Linked DNA regions of Mus musculus: all the other regions are linked to region 3. The links are chromatin contacts, called in public ChIA-PET and promoter capture Hi-C maps. All regions are on one chromosome and are shown on one strand. The core of a region is the stretch at or near the end of the contact, and the rest is flanking DNA. Distances in the headings are between cores, read along the strand shown. Region 1 has its middle 120 kb from the start of Gm46219. Region 2 overlaps Trmt11 (tRNA methyltransferase 11). Region 3 holds the start of Cenpw (centromere protein W).

Region 1 (4,216 bases), core at 737-3,236, 380 kb after region 3:
AAAAGCACCTAAAACTATTTGAAGTCATCAGGGAGGCTACTGTGGCTATTAAGCTTGGTTTCCTGGTTTCAGTGACACTTACTTAGTGATAACAGTTTGTTATGGACTAGAAACAGCCGCTGGGGAAAGCTGAATGTTATTTGAAAGCTTCCCTGGAGAAATTTTGTTGTATGAAAGAATTATAAATTGATATACACTGTTTAAACTTTGATATCTTAATAAACTCTTCCTAATGAATAGTACACTAAATTTTCTAATACTTTTGGCTAAACATAATAGGACATGGTGTTGGGCTGGTTAACTTTTTATTCTCTCTAAATGGTAATTTAGGAAATGAGCTGTAAGCTCTCGGTGCACAAGTGTACCATAAAAATCCCATTGACTGAAATGCAAGCACAGTGGATCTGTCTGCCATGTGCCTGCCTGTCATGGCCTCTCAAGAGGTGTCACTTAATAGCATTCCTAAAATCACCTTGAACCACTAATAAGAAGAGAAAATGAAAAAGGGGGTAAAACCAGTTCCCCACTTAACAAATCAATGGGCATTTTTGTCTAGAGCCAAGTCAGAATTGAGAAATGCAATAACATAATATATTTTGGTCTTCTTCCAGAATCAGTGAGAGTCCTGCCAAAAAGCGAGAAACAGTATATCTGAAATGTTTGAAAGGCAGGAGACGTGCCAATCCTCATCCGAAAGGTTACTTGAGACAGGAATAGGGAGTTCCTGAATGATTGGCAGGACTTGCTGCCGTTATCAATTAACAGTTAGAAAGCTCACTTGATATGCCTGGTTATTTTACCCAGTACCAGAAAGGCAGCATTTCTCCATGGCAGAAGATAGTTACAGTTTATATAATATAAGCAACCAAAGAGTAGGCCTAAATGCAGTAAGAAGGGAGGAATTTGCTTGACAACAGTCATTGGCAACAAGACTAGGCCACGAGTGATGTGCCAATCATCCCATAATTTGATCATTTATCAATATCTTTCCTGCTAGTCAAAGAACACCTACAAGGAGTACTGGCTAGTGCTTATCAACCACTGTATAGCTCACAGAAACATAACATTTGGATAGTAATAGTTCTGCTCAATAGGCATGCAATGATTTGTGTAATGCCTCAACAAGCTAGTCTGGTTTGTTTTCCTTTAAACATAAATTCTTTGAGGCTCTACATGACTACAGAAGGAGAACAACTAGGGACAGTTCCAAAAAAAGATTGTACAATGTGTTCCTTTGCCCACTTCTGCTGCCTTTTATGTGACTATGGGGCCTGGTAGGACTGAAGACAGGAAAGTAATTATAAAGCTGCATCAAACCAAATATGTTTTACCTTTTTTTCCTCTCCTACATTATTGCTGAGACAAAAATCTGATAGCACAATGTTTTAATTTGAGAAAGAACTTTCTATTCTTCCTAATAGATAGATGTTTGCTTTGAGGGTACACTAATTCCTTCAAGTAACTGGAATATTCATTTTTGGATCATGGTGAAACATATGGCCCATAATAATGGACATACCCCTTACATTAGAACATATTGCACTTGACATGTATTCAAGGATTATAGACTGTTATGTTTCAGGGCTACAGTTTAGCATTATTTTAGAAACTGGTCTTTCTCTTTCTCCTGTTCTTCCTTTTCTTTTTTTAAAATGTGTGTTAATGTCTCCTTGTTGTTCATAAACCACGAGTGATCCATGACATAGATTTTCAGTGGTAAACCAAACTCTCCCTTTCATAGATAACTTGATATAAAACCGATTGAATGAAATGTTAATTTGAGGTAAATTGAATTGAAGATTTTATTAATGCCTTAGAAGATCTGGAAGTACTTTTAGAAAAATCTAGTTAACGTTCTTTAATTGAAGAGAGAAATTTTCAGATCCAGAGAGATTAAATCAAACTCTAGGGCTGTAGAGATAGCCTAGCACTTAAGAGCACTTATGGTTCCTGCTGAGGATTGGTGTATAATTCCCCACACCCATGTCAGGCAGCTCCCAACTTCTTGGAGCTCCAGCTGCAGGGGATTCAATGTCTTCTTCTGGATTTGGAGCGTGTGTGTGTGTGCGCGCACTCTCTCTCTCTCTCTCTCTCTCTCTCTCTCACACACACACACACACAAATAAAAATAAATAAAAAATCTTTAAAAGTAAAATTTTCAACTAAAATTGTAAATAAGGTGCACATATTTAGCTATGCTAACAGGAGATCCATTAAAAAGAACATTGAAGAATACACAAGGAATAAACTAAACAAGCAAAATGTTTAAGAAAGTAGAAGGCAGAGTGATAACAAGGTTAATAGATTTAGAAAAAGAAAACAGCAGCAGCACTGTTAGTGGTGGAAATGCAGATAAGCTGGATTTATACATGCAATGTCCTCAAAGCTGAAGTCTCAGAGGCGTCAGGGACTCCTGGTATAGAGGCACAGAAATGGAGATACAAAAAGAAGTACAGCTCCAATTCCAAAATGATTCATATGCTGAAAAAAATGAAATTAATGAGCATTTAAAATAGAAAACTGGGATACGAGCCTAGAAATCTGGCTTACCATTCTGTGTTTTATTTATTATGTGAACATTAACATGCTCTCTCTCTCTCTCTCTCTCTCTCTCTCTCTCTCTCTCTCTCTCTCTATGTGTGTGTGTGTGTGTGTGTGTGTGTGTGTGTGTGTGTGTGTGTGTGTGTGTAAGATAGTCAGAGACAGAGAGACAGAGAGAGAAAGACAGAGAGACAGAGAGACAGAGACAAAGATGGACAGAGGCATACACAAAGATATTCTTTTTTTTTTTTCCATTTTTTATTAGGTATTTCGCTCATTTACATTTGCAATGCTATACCAAAAGTCCCCCATAGCCACCCACCCCCTCTCCCCTACCCACCCACTCCCCTTTTATGGCCCTGGCGTTCCCCTGTACTGGGGCATATAAAGTTTGCGTGTCCAATGGGCCTCTCTTTCCAGTGATGGCCGGCTAGGCCATCTTTTGATGCATATGCAGCTAGAGTCAAGAGCTCCGGGGTACTGGTTAGTTCATAATGTTGTTCCACCTATAGGGTTGCAGATCCCTTTAGCTCCTTGGCTACTTTCTCTAGCTCCTCCATTGGGGGCCCTGTGATCCATCCAATAGCTGACTGTGAGCATCCACTTCTGTGTTTGCTAGGCCCCGGCATAGTCTAAAAAAAACTAAACTAAAGATTGTCAGTAAACATCTAGTTGCTAATTCTTAGAGCTCTTCTTTACTCCTTTTCATTTTAACTAGGAGACTATCTTAAAATATTTGATTGAACATATATTTAAACATATTTTACCTTTGTATTTTTAAAAGATGAATTTTTAATTATGGTTATGACATTGGGTAAAAGTAAAAAAAGTATTGTTTACATTTTATTTTCAAACATCATTACTTATTTTGTGTAAAATTATGCTCACCTTTGACCTTAAGTCAAACGTAGTTATATCTTATGCCACCGGATCAGTAGGTAACTAACTAATTGTTATCTTTTATGTCTTTGATGATAATCAAAGATCAACTTATATAAAAATGAACATAAATCTGCCTACTAACTTAAAGAAATAGTATTACATCCCAGTGGACATGTGCCCAGGACTGGCTTTTCTATTAAAGTGTCATATGAAGTGACCAACCTGTCCTTGTGTACTTGGGGCATTACCCACTTAGGATCAGAAAGCTCTACATCAAAAGAAATCCCTCAGCTCTTAACAAGCAAGTGTTTCTCTGACCCCGAGAACAAGCTGTCACATGAGGACCTGTAAACCAATTCTGTGGGGAAAAGCAACACAGTTTCACAAAACCCCAAATATTGATATTCCACAATATTAAAAAAACAGTTTATTCTTTAATTTTATATTTGCAGTTTGTAAGCAGCCATCAGAAACAGAGGTGCCAAAAATCCTTATAAAAGACCATCCTTCTGTGGTTCTAAGCCAGGGCCAGTAAAAAGCCAAAAATTTCCAGGCCAATTCTGAGGACTTAAAAGGTTCCGATAGTTCGGATAAGCTTTGGACAAGCGGCCAAATTCTGGAAGCATATCTGAACTTGCTCCAAATCCCAAACCTTTTGAGGTTTACTTCTTCTTAGTCCAAAGTCATTGCAAGAGCTGACAGCCCCTTCACAACTTTACATGAACAATAATGAGTCTGAGATTATTGGAGGCGCCAAGTCACGCCATCCCTTCATTGTTTGGATAATAAAGTT
Region 2 (4,266 bases), core at 212-2,711, 350 kb before region 3:
TTTCCTTCACCAACTCCTCCCAGATCTTTCTCACCCATGTCCCCGCACCCTTTCTTTCTCTCTAGAAAACAATTAGGCAAACAAACCATCATTTAAAAAAAAATAAGGAAGAAAAGAAAGGCACAGGAAATGCATAAACCACAAAATTGGAAACCATGGTGTATATGCAAAAGAATAGTAAGACACACACACAAAAAGCCCAAACAAGACTAAATATTGATATATTTATAGAACAGAACTTTATTCAGCTGTTAAATAAAATTACGAAATATGCGAGTAAATGGAGGGAACTAGAAAAAAAGTCCTCCTGACTGAAGTAACCCAGACCCCAAAAGACAAATAGTATACGTTTTCTCTCATATGTGGATGTTAGGTTACCGTTTAAGCATTCGATGAACATGCTACAAACTGTATAACCATAGAGGTTAGGTACAGAGTAAGAGACAAGTGGGAAGGTGGGGCAGGGAAATCTCTCAAGGAAGGGGAAATAGGGCACACATTTGGGATTGGAGCAGGGGATTAAATGGGGGGAGAGATGGAAGAAAGGAAAGGGGAGGGATATGGAAAGGAGCAACTAACACTTAGAGGTGTTTGAGAGTCATGTGAAAACTGAAGAAGCTTAAATTGTTTACACACATAAGAGACGTCTAAAAAGTATCACCAAATAACAGGGGTGACTGTACCCCAACGAGACGTGAGTGCCAGGAATAAGGTAGAGCTAGTTTGTGTTCCTTTGTAGACGTTTCATTTGAGGATAGATTTCTCCCAGCTGTGTAGCTAGCTCAAGTGGGAAGAGTACTGTGGAAATCTACTGGTTGATTTGTGTCAGTTATTTCCAGATCCTCCCATGCTCATTATTAGATCTCTGTTGTCTCTTCACTACATTCTGATATTGGTGGGTTTAATATTCATGGCTTCCTCTGGCTGAAACGAAACTGAAACAGAGCAGAGATTCGTCTCAGAGCTGCAGAGCTCCTGAGTGAGTCCACTTGCTTGCTCAGGTTCCACAAATCCATGGAGCTTTTGTTATCTAATTTCTTTTTGCCAACTGTTAAACTGTCTAGAAATGTTCTTTGTGGAAGATAGAAATCCAGCTGCTGGTGTTACTGATAGAAGTGACAGCAAGGCCAGCAAGGTGGCTTGCTACGTTGCACAGGCCCGGTGACCCAGAGTTTGATTCCACAGACACCATGTTGTAGAAGGAGAAGATTCCTGAAAGTTGTTCTCCAAGCTCAGCAGGTGTGTGTGGCACCTGTATGCACATGTTCATGAAATAAAGTTTTAAAAAGGAATATGATTAACATACATATATCAAAAATTTCTATTATATCCCATAACCATATGTTCAAATTATCAGTTAAAATAAAGTGTGGGCGCTAGCAGCATGGCTTACCAGTTACGAGTGCTTGCTGTTCTTCCAGCAGACCTGAGGTCAGTTCCCAGAACCTCCACGGGGCTGCTCATCACTAGCTTCCTCCAGCCCTGGGCCTTCTGTGGCCTCTGAGGAAACCCACACACAGGTAGCAAACATACACGGAGACACATAAAATATAAATGATGTCCAAGGAGCTTAATAACATGTCTCAAGATTTTAGGAATATATTTTAATGTATTCAGTAGATTTATGGAAGAGAACATCTTTTTGTCCTTATCTAGGAAACAAAGAATGATTCAGTTCAGTGGTCAGTAAATTTGCAGTCTGTTTTTCAGGCGGGAGGTGAAATATATAACATTTAGAAAGAACTTAACATTTTATAGGAAGAAGAGTGACTGAGAAGTGACTCATGGAAGAGCTAGAGGCTTATGTGTATAACTAGTTTTGCTTTTAGAAACCTCTTGGATATCATTTGCATTCATGCATTTCCCACTATACACTTCTCTTTCCTGTGGTTTGTAGTATTTCCACAAAATTGTGCAACCGTCCCACTATAAAGACAACCGCCCCACAGGAAACGTCATTTACTCCCAAAGAAACCCCCAAGTGGAGTTACCCCTCCTCCTGCCTTTAGCAACCACTGATCTAAATCTGTGTGGTTTGCCTGTTTGGTCTGATTTCAGTTTTAAATAGGTAACTTAAGTTACAGGGAAACAGTAATAAAATCAGAGTTAGGTATTAATATAATTGTCTAGGCAAAGTACAGATTTAATAGTTGGCAAACAGTCCACTAATACGGAATTCCGTATACACTGAAGATGTTTTTAAGCTACTATTCAAATTTTCAGTATTATTTTGGACATATGTTTTCCATTGATTTGGTCATTCATATATAAAGTTAGTCCTCTATACCTGTGGTTTCTATATCTGGATTCAGCCAATCTTCAATGAAAAATTGAATTTGGAGTATAATAGTTTTACACATACTAAACCTAAGACTTTTTATTCTTACCATTTTCACAGTAATTCAGTATAGCAAGTACCATTTATATTTGTGTTAGGTATTCTGAGTAATCTAAAGATGATTTAAAGGATACAGGAGATTATACATAGATTATGCAAATGTCTCCCAACTTGCTGTTAGGTATTCTGAGTAATCTAAAGATGATTTAAAGAATACAGGAGATTATACATAATTATGCAAATGTCTCCCGACTTGCCGGACTCTTTGGATTACTGTATAGGGTAGGAGGTGTCCTACAGCCAGTCCATAGATACAGCGGACTGTAAGAGGCTAATGAGAAAGGAGGTTTCTCACAGTAATGTTGGGAGTCCAAAATAAAAAACCAACCTCCAAATATCTTTATATGCTGTCGAACAAATCCTGTGGTTTGTGCCTACCATACCCTACTCAAAAGAGAAAGCTAGCTACTGGCAACTTTGTTTGAGCAATACTAGCATTATTCATGTCATTTAATATTACTTTTAATTATTTTTTTACAGGTGAATTTGATTTATATTTTTATTTTATAGTTATATAAGAAGCCTAAGTATAAGAAATTTTTATTTGTGCGTATTCAAATGTCCTTTCAAAACACGAGTCAGTATACATAAAAGGTTTCTTTAAAGAGTTGGAATATGAGGCCAACTTACACTACATAGTGAAAAGTAGGATCCTACCTAAAAATAAGTGTATATTCTTAAGCATGACACTGTTTTAGAGACCCATGGGTTATACTGTGTATAAGCTTAAGTTCAAAGCCATATTTTCCTCTTTGTTTCTATTTTTAAATTTAGTTTCAGTCATGATGTAAAATATATTTCTTCATGTCATAAATATTTCTATGGAGATTCTAAATTTGATATGGACTAGTTTTATAAAAAGTACATTATTTCTGTCTGTAGAGTAAGTGCTAAAGACTTTTTAGAGGAGAAAAAAACCAAAATGGTCACAAGTTCCCTAAGGACTAGCCAAGAAGGACTTGAAGAGAATTCCTTCCTCTGATAATGGGGTGAAATGCAGCTTGCGTGCCGCCTGGTGAGTGAGTGGTGATGGTTTTGAGCATGTGATTGAGACAGCGAGGAGGAGGTTGTTGAAGGTCAGAGAGACATCGAAAAGTCCCCAAGAGTGGTGGTCAGGGTGATGCTGACACATTAGAGCAGCTAAGCTGGTTCAGGGTCCTTAGCCATTACCTTTCCCATTTAGAGTCTGAGGTTTAGCTCATGTCATAAATGTGTGCAGAGACAATTCAGAAAGACATGAAGGTTTGCAAAGAAAAACTAAAGCCTGCCGTCAGTGCTCTCAGGCCCTTCCTGCTGCTCTTCTCTCTGCTTCAGCCGTGTCCCACAATTACTGGTGTCTTGTTCTGGGCTCTATTAGTGCGTGCATTATCCTGTGATGTAGGGATTGGTCATCTCTGCTCATGTCCATGACTCAGGGTCATAGCCTAGTGACTGTGACCTGGGCACTAATATACCCTGGAGGTTTTATTTGTACTTAGCTATCTGAATTATTTCATAAATAACTTTAGACTTATTTACACATCTTATAGACGTCCTTAACATTTTTTTTTTATTGAAGACGTGATAAAACTCCAGATGAATCATGGTCTTGACTGTCAGGGAGTTGCTGTGACCTGCACTTCTGTCTGATCAGCTTTTGTGGACCCTTTAGGGCATCATCATCATCTTGCAGTTTTGTGATTTGTTTGCTACTCCGCATTAAAACATTCATGTGTATCTTCCCTTCTCTCCTCCCAGCTCCCTCTGTCTGGTTCCCTTTCACTGTCTCGTCCTGTCTGTCTTTGTATTCTTCCCTTCAAGGGGTAAAATACTGAGCTACATCTTTTGGTGCTGGTACGTATTTGTAAAGTGCCAGCAGATTGCTTATG
Region 3 (4,273 bases), core at 330-2,829:
AGGAGCTAGAGAATGCACCCAAGGACCTGAAGGGGTCTGCAACGTTATAGGTGGAACAACAATATGAACGAATAAGTATCCCCAGAGCTCGTGTCTCTAGCTGCATATGTAGCAGAAGATGGCCTAGTTGGCCATCACTGGAAAGAGAGGCCCCTTGGTCTTGCAAACTTTATATGCCCCAGTACAGGGGAATGCCAGGGCCAAGAAGTGGAAATGGGTGAGTAGGGAAGCAGGGCAGAGGGAAGGTATAGGGAACTTTAGGGATAGCATTTGAAATGTAAATAAAGAAAATATCTAATAAAAAAAGGCAAAAAAAAAAAAAAAGAGAACATTTTTGATAGAATGAATGTCCTAGGAATCTGACAGAAGAAGTCAAGAAAGACCTAAAATGATGTGTTCATGGGGAAAATGACTGTGGTTTTGACCTGGAGATTTAAATGCAAGCGCCAGCAACATTTATGTCTTTCCTGTCTGATGAGCCTCTGAAACTTTGAAGAATTATAAACTTCTTGATAAAATCTTTTAATAGGATCAATTTCTTCCATATCTCTTAATACCATTTAATTGGCACACAGGTATTTAGCTGGGGATGCAGTGTACACACAAGAACAGACATTGCATTTTGTAGGCTTATTTTTTTTGACACCACAGTATTTTAAAGACAATATCTGAATTGGCTTGCAGTAGCCTCATTACTATATGAATGAAAATAAATATAAGATTATATGGCAAAAAAGAATATATAATATTGCTTCTGCTTTTGTGATTTTTATTGAATGCTTAGGTGCTCAAATGTGTGCTTCTGCCTCTAAATGCTTTCTTGTGGTTTTTCCTTGGCTCTTTTTCTTCTGTTTTTTTTCCCTCTTGTGATTGTTTTTGCTTTGTTATTTTATTTTATTACTATTTGTTAGATCCCGTTTTGTTTTCTGAGGAGAGACTGAAAGGGTATTGATGTGAATAGGAACAGAAATTCGGAGCATTTTGGAGCTGGTAGGAGAGGGGAAATTGCAATCAGAATACAGCTTATGAAAAAGAAATCTATTTTCAATAAAAGAAAAAGAAAGTATATTTGAAAGCTATAGGGAAATTAAGGGAGGGAACAATGAAGGGAGAGCATTTGTGAGGAAAATCTGGTGTAAGAAAAAAAGAATCTCATGCAAAGCCAAATGCAATAATATAAAAATATACATTGCTTATTGGTAATATCAAAAAATCGGGCCTAAGTTCCTAATAAAACACAAACTTCTTTCATTTACTTTCTTATTCATTAGAATCCAGTTGCTATATGGATAGCTTGGTGAGCACAGAAGGGTTTTACTGGGCTTATTGACTATTTTCACAATTTCTCATCCTTTGTATGGAACCAAGAGTCGAACTACAGCACCATAGAAAACTACAGACAAAAACAGCAAAGCAAGCCTTAGAGACCTTGAAGCAGTGGGTTCGCAGGACACACCCTTTTCCTGAGGAGTCCATCCTCCAGCCTGCGCTTCCGGTGCTGCGGTGGGTGTGGTTTTCAGTGACGTCACAGCCGTGCGCCGTCCGGCGGCCAATTCAAATCGACCACTCGGCGGTGTGGGGAGGCAAGTGGCGTGTCAGTCTGTGGTGAGCGGCCCTGACGTGCGACGGGCCGCGAGGATGGCGCCCTCCACCACAGTCACTAGGCGGGTAAAGCGCAAGGCGCCCCGCGCCTTCCTCAAGCGCACCTTAAAGCAGAAGAAGCCTCACCTAGGTCTGGGGAGGTGCTGCGACCTCCTGGTAAGTCCTGCTCTCTCCGCCTTCAGGCCCGCCGGCCACGACCGGCCGCGGAGCGCCCTGCCCCGGGGGACCGCGGAAGGAGGACGCGGAGCCCGTTCAAAACTCCCGCGGGAAGGCCCCGCACCCCCCCTTATTGCTTCCAGGGCCAGCCGTTAAGGAGACTGCCTGGCTCTGGGATTAGTTTAATTGATCCGGGTATGGAAGGTAAACCGGCTAGAAACAGATTTGGGCCCCTGCCTGCCTCCCCAGCTCCTGTATGTTCTTACCGAACCCATTTCTCTATGGCCGCTGCACTAGGTCCCCTACTAAAGTGATCGTGTAGATGTGGCGTCAAGTCTTTAAAACTTTCAAGACTCGTTTTTCAGACTCGTGTTTACCTGAAATATAGTGCTTTCCACTAATTAATTGGCCCAAAAATAAATAACAATGTTACAGCCTGAAAGTAAAATCAGTTTGTTTTCTGCCCTTTTTTTTGGGGGGGGGGGTGTTGTTTTGTTTTACTTTGGTTTCGTTTTGTTTTTTTTTCAAGACAGGGTTTGTCTGTGTAGCCCTGGTTACCCTGGAACTTGATGTGTAGACAAGGCTGGCTTCGAACTCAAAGATCGGCCTACCTCTGCCACCACCACTAACACTCTCAGTATGTTGATTTTCAAGGCAGAGTTTCTCTGTACCTGCCCGGGGAAGTCCTGGAATTCAGTTTGTAGACTAGGCTGGAACTCACAGAGACACCCCGGCCCCCAACCTTCATCCCTGCCTTTGCCTCCCAAGTGCCTGACAAGGGATGCAGAGCTCTTAACCACTGAGCCATCTCCAGATACTGGTTTTCTTGACTACTACAAAATTATCTACATTCTCTCTCTCTCTCTCTCTCTCTCTCTCTCTCTCTCTCTCTCTCTCTCTCTCTCTCTCTCTCTCCATTGCTGTTTTTTTCCACATCCCTGACTCCTTAGTGGTTGAGATAGCGTAAGTGAGCTGGGATTTCCGTGGAATACACTTTTGATAGTTTCTTCTGTTTTCCCTGGAGTCTAACAGAGAACAAAACCCACCTGATGAGGAATATCCAGGAGCTCACTAGCTGATTCAAGGGATTGTCAGGCCTTTCTCAAGTAGCTTAGTTTCCATTTTCTGTCCTGAAGTGACCCGTGGCTGTATGGACTCCGGTGGAGTGCTCTAGGTGTCAAGCAGAGTTGAAGCCCAACACTTTGTAGTGGTAGCATAGGGAAGGTCCAGTTGTTCGGCCAGTTGTTGTTCCCAGGTGCTGGTTTCCTGTTCTGTCACTCTTGTTAAACAGCTCCTGTTTAGGCTGTTGCTCATTGACATTTCTTTGCTTACAGTGTTCTGCTCTCCATTAACTTCATAATTATACCTGATAAAGCACTCCATGCCATTCATAAAGTTTGTACTATTTAAAGCAGCACGTTTTTCTGCATGACTACCATACCAGTTAGTTGTTGAGGCGTTAATATTCTTCCCAGTGTTTCAAATTCTGATGTGATCTCCCAGTGTAGTGTGCAGCCTTATGGGATGATTGTTCATTCGTCTGGGAACTGGGATCAGAAGCCGTTGTCTTCTTTATTTAAGCACAAAGCCCTGAAGCTTCTGAGTCATCCTTGTTTGGAATACTTGGTAACTGATATAAATAAAGAAAACATGTGCGCGATACCTGCGAATAGTGCCCTCACAAACCTGGAAGAAGCTGTGGGTTAGAAAGTTGTGAGTAATAAATTTATGTTAACAAGGTTTTTATATTATATAACCCTACTTGTGCTTTGCTTTTAAAGATCCATTTGAATTGCCTACTTTTTATTCAGCGATTGGCAGAAGAGTCCAGGACAAATGCTTGTGAAAGTAAATCTAGAGTTATCAAAAAGGATCATGTACTGGCTGCAGGAAAGGTAAAATATAAATTTTCTTAGTAACAAGAGTTAACTTTAAAAATACTGTTATGGCCATCATCTTTGTCTGATTCAAATACTTTTTATTTCAAAATACCTGTAGGCTAGCATAGTGCTAGAAGAGTTAGGATAGACTGTGAGATGTGCCAGCAAGGAAGGCTGTTGAACTTTGTTAAAATACACAGCATACTTAGCATTTTGTAAACTTGTTTAAGCACGTGATACTTTCTTATATAGTACCCATAGTACTATCTCTTTGCTGGCCCTGCCTTACTTGGGGAAGCCAAGGCATTGGACATGCCCTGGCAATTTTTATGAGACTTCTGAATACTCTTCAGTGAGAAACACGACAACTATTATATTCCAATTAAGGACTTTTCTGAAAGCAATGCAATGATTAAGAGCATGAAGAGTATATGAAAGTGTTTTCAATTTACACCCCTGGTTTTTTTTCTAAATATATAACATACTTAGCATTTTCAAAATTTTTTATTACCATTATTATTTGCCTGCATGCATGTGTGCGTGTGTTTGTGTGTGTGTGCACTTGTCAAGGCATACCTGTAGAGGTCAGGGCAACTTTTGGCAGTTGGTCTTCTCCACAATGTGGGATGAGACAC

What was found. Promoter capture Hi-C pulls out the DNA fragments that hold promoters and counts their contacts. ChIA-PET counts read pairs in DNA pulled down with a chosen protein or histone mark.
Region 1: a promoter capture Hi-C map of hippocampal neurons shows a contact between it and region 3, with 2.4 times the contacts expected there. The contact joins the enhancer-like site here to the promoter of Cenpw in region 3. A contact is called at or near these places in 4 of 39 promoter capture datasets (3T3-L1-derived adipocytes, hippocampal neurons, liver and 1 more) and 1 of 9 other capture datasets (adipose tissue).
Region 2: a contact with region 3 is called in an RNA polymerase II ChIA-PET map of memory CD8 T cells, with 6 read pairs. The contact joins the enhancer-like site here to the promoter of Cenpw in region 3. A contact is called at or near these places in 6 of 39 promoter capture datasets (the 3T3-L1 cell line, 3T3-L1-derived adipocytes, the C10 cell line and 2 more), 1 of 15 datasets of contacts at CTCF or cohesin (CD8 T cells) and 1 of 115 datasets of contacts at active chromatin or transcription factors (memory CD8 T cells).

The regions. Positions count from the first base shown.
Region 1 is chr10:29,821,616-29,825,831 of GRCm38.p6, reverse strand. No RefSeq gene overlaps it. Among named protein-coding and RNA genes, the nearest start is that of Gm46219, 120 kb to the right of the region's middle. Within about 2 kb of position 1,986, at least 10 of the 459 cell types and tissues checked have an H3K27ac peak or open chromatin away from gene starts, as enhancers often do. A contact at or near this core is called in hippocampal neurons, where this site is marked.
Region 2 is chr10:30,547,851-30,552,116 of GRCm38.p6, reverse strand. The region is part of intron 11 of Trmt11 (tRNA methyltransferase 11); the gene reads left to right. Among named protein-coding and RNA genes, the nearest start is that of Trmt11, 51 kb to the left of the region's middle. Within about 2 kb of position 1,461, at least 20 of the 459 cell types and tissues checked have an H3K27ac peak or open chromatin away from gene starts, as enhancers often do. A contact at or near this core is called in memory CD8 T cells, where this site is marked.
Region 3 is chr10:30,197,846-30,202,118 of GRCm38.p6, reverse strand. It overlaps Cenpw (centromere protein W), which reads left to right and starts at 1,579. Exons shown (of 3, transcript NM_001109747.1): 1 at 1,579-1,758; 2 at 3,540-3,653. The coding sequence starts at 1,639.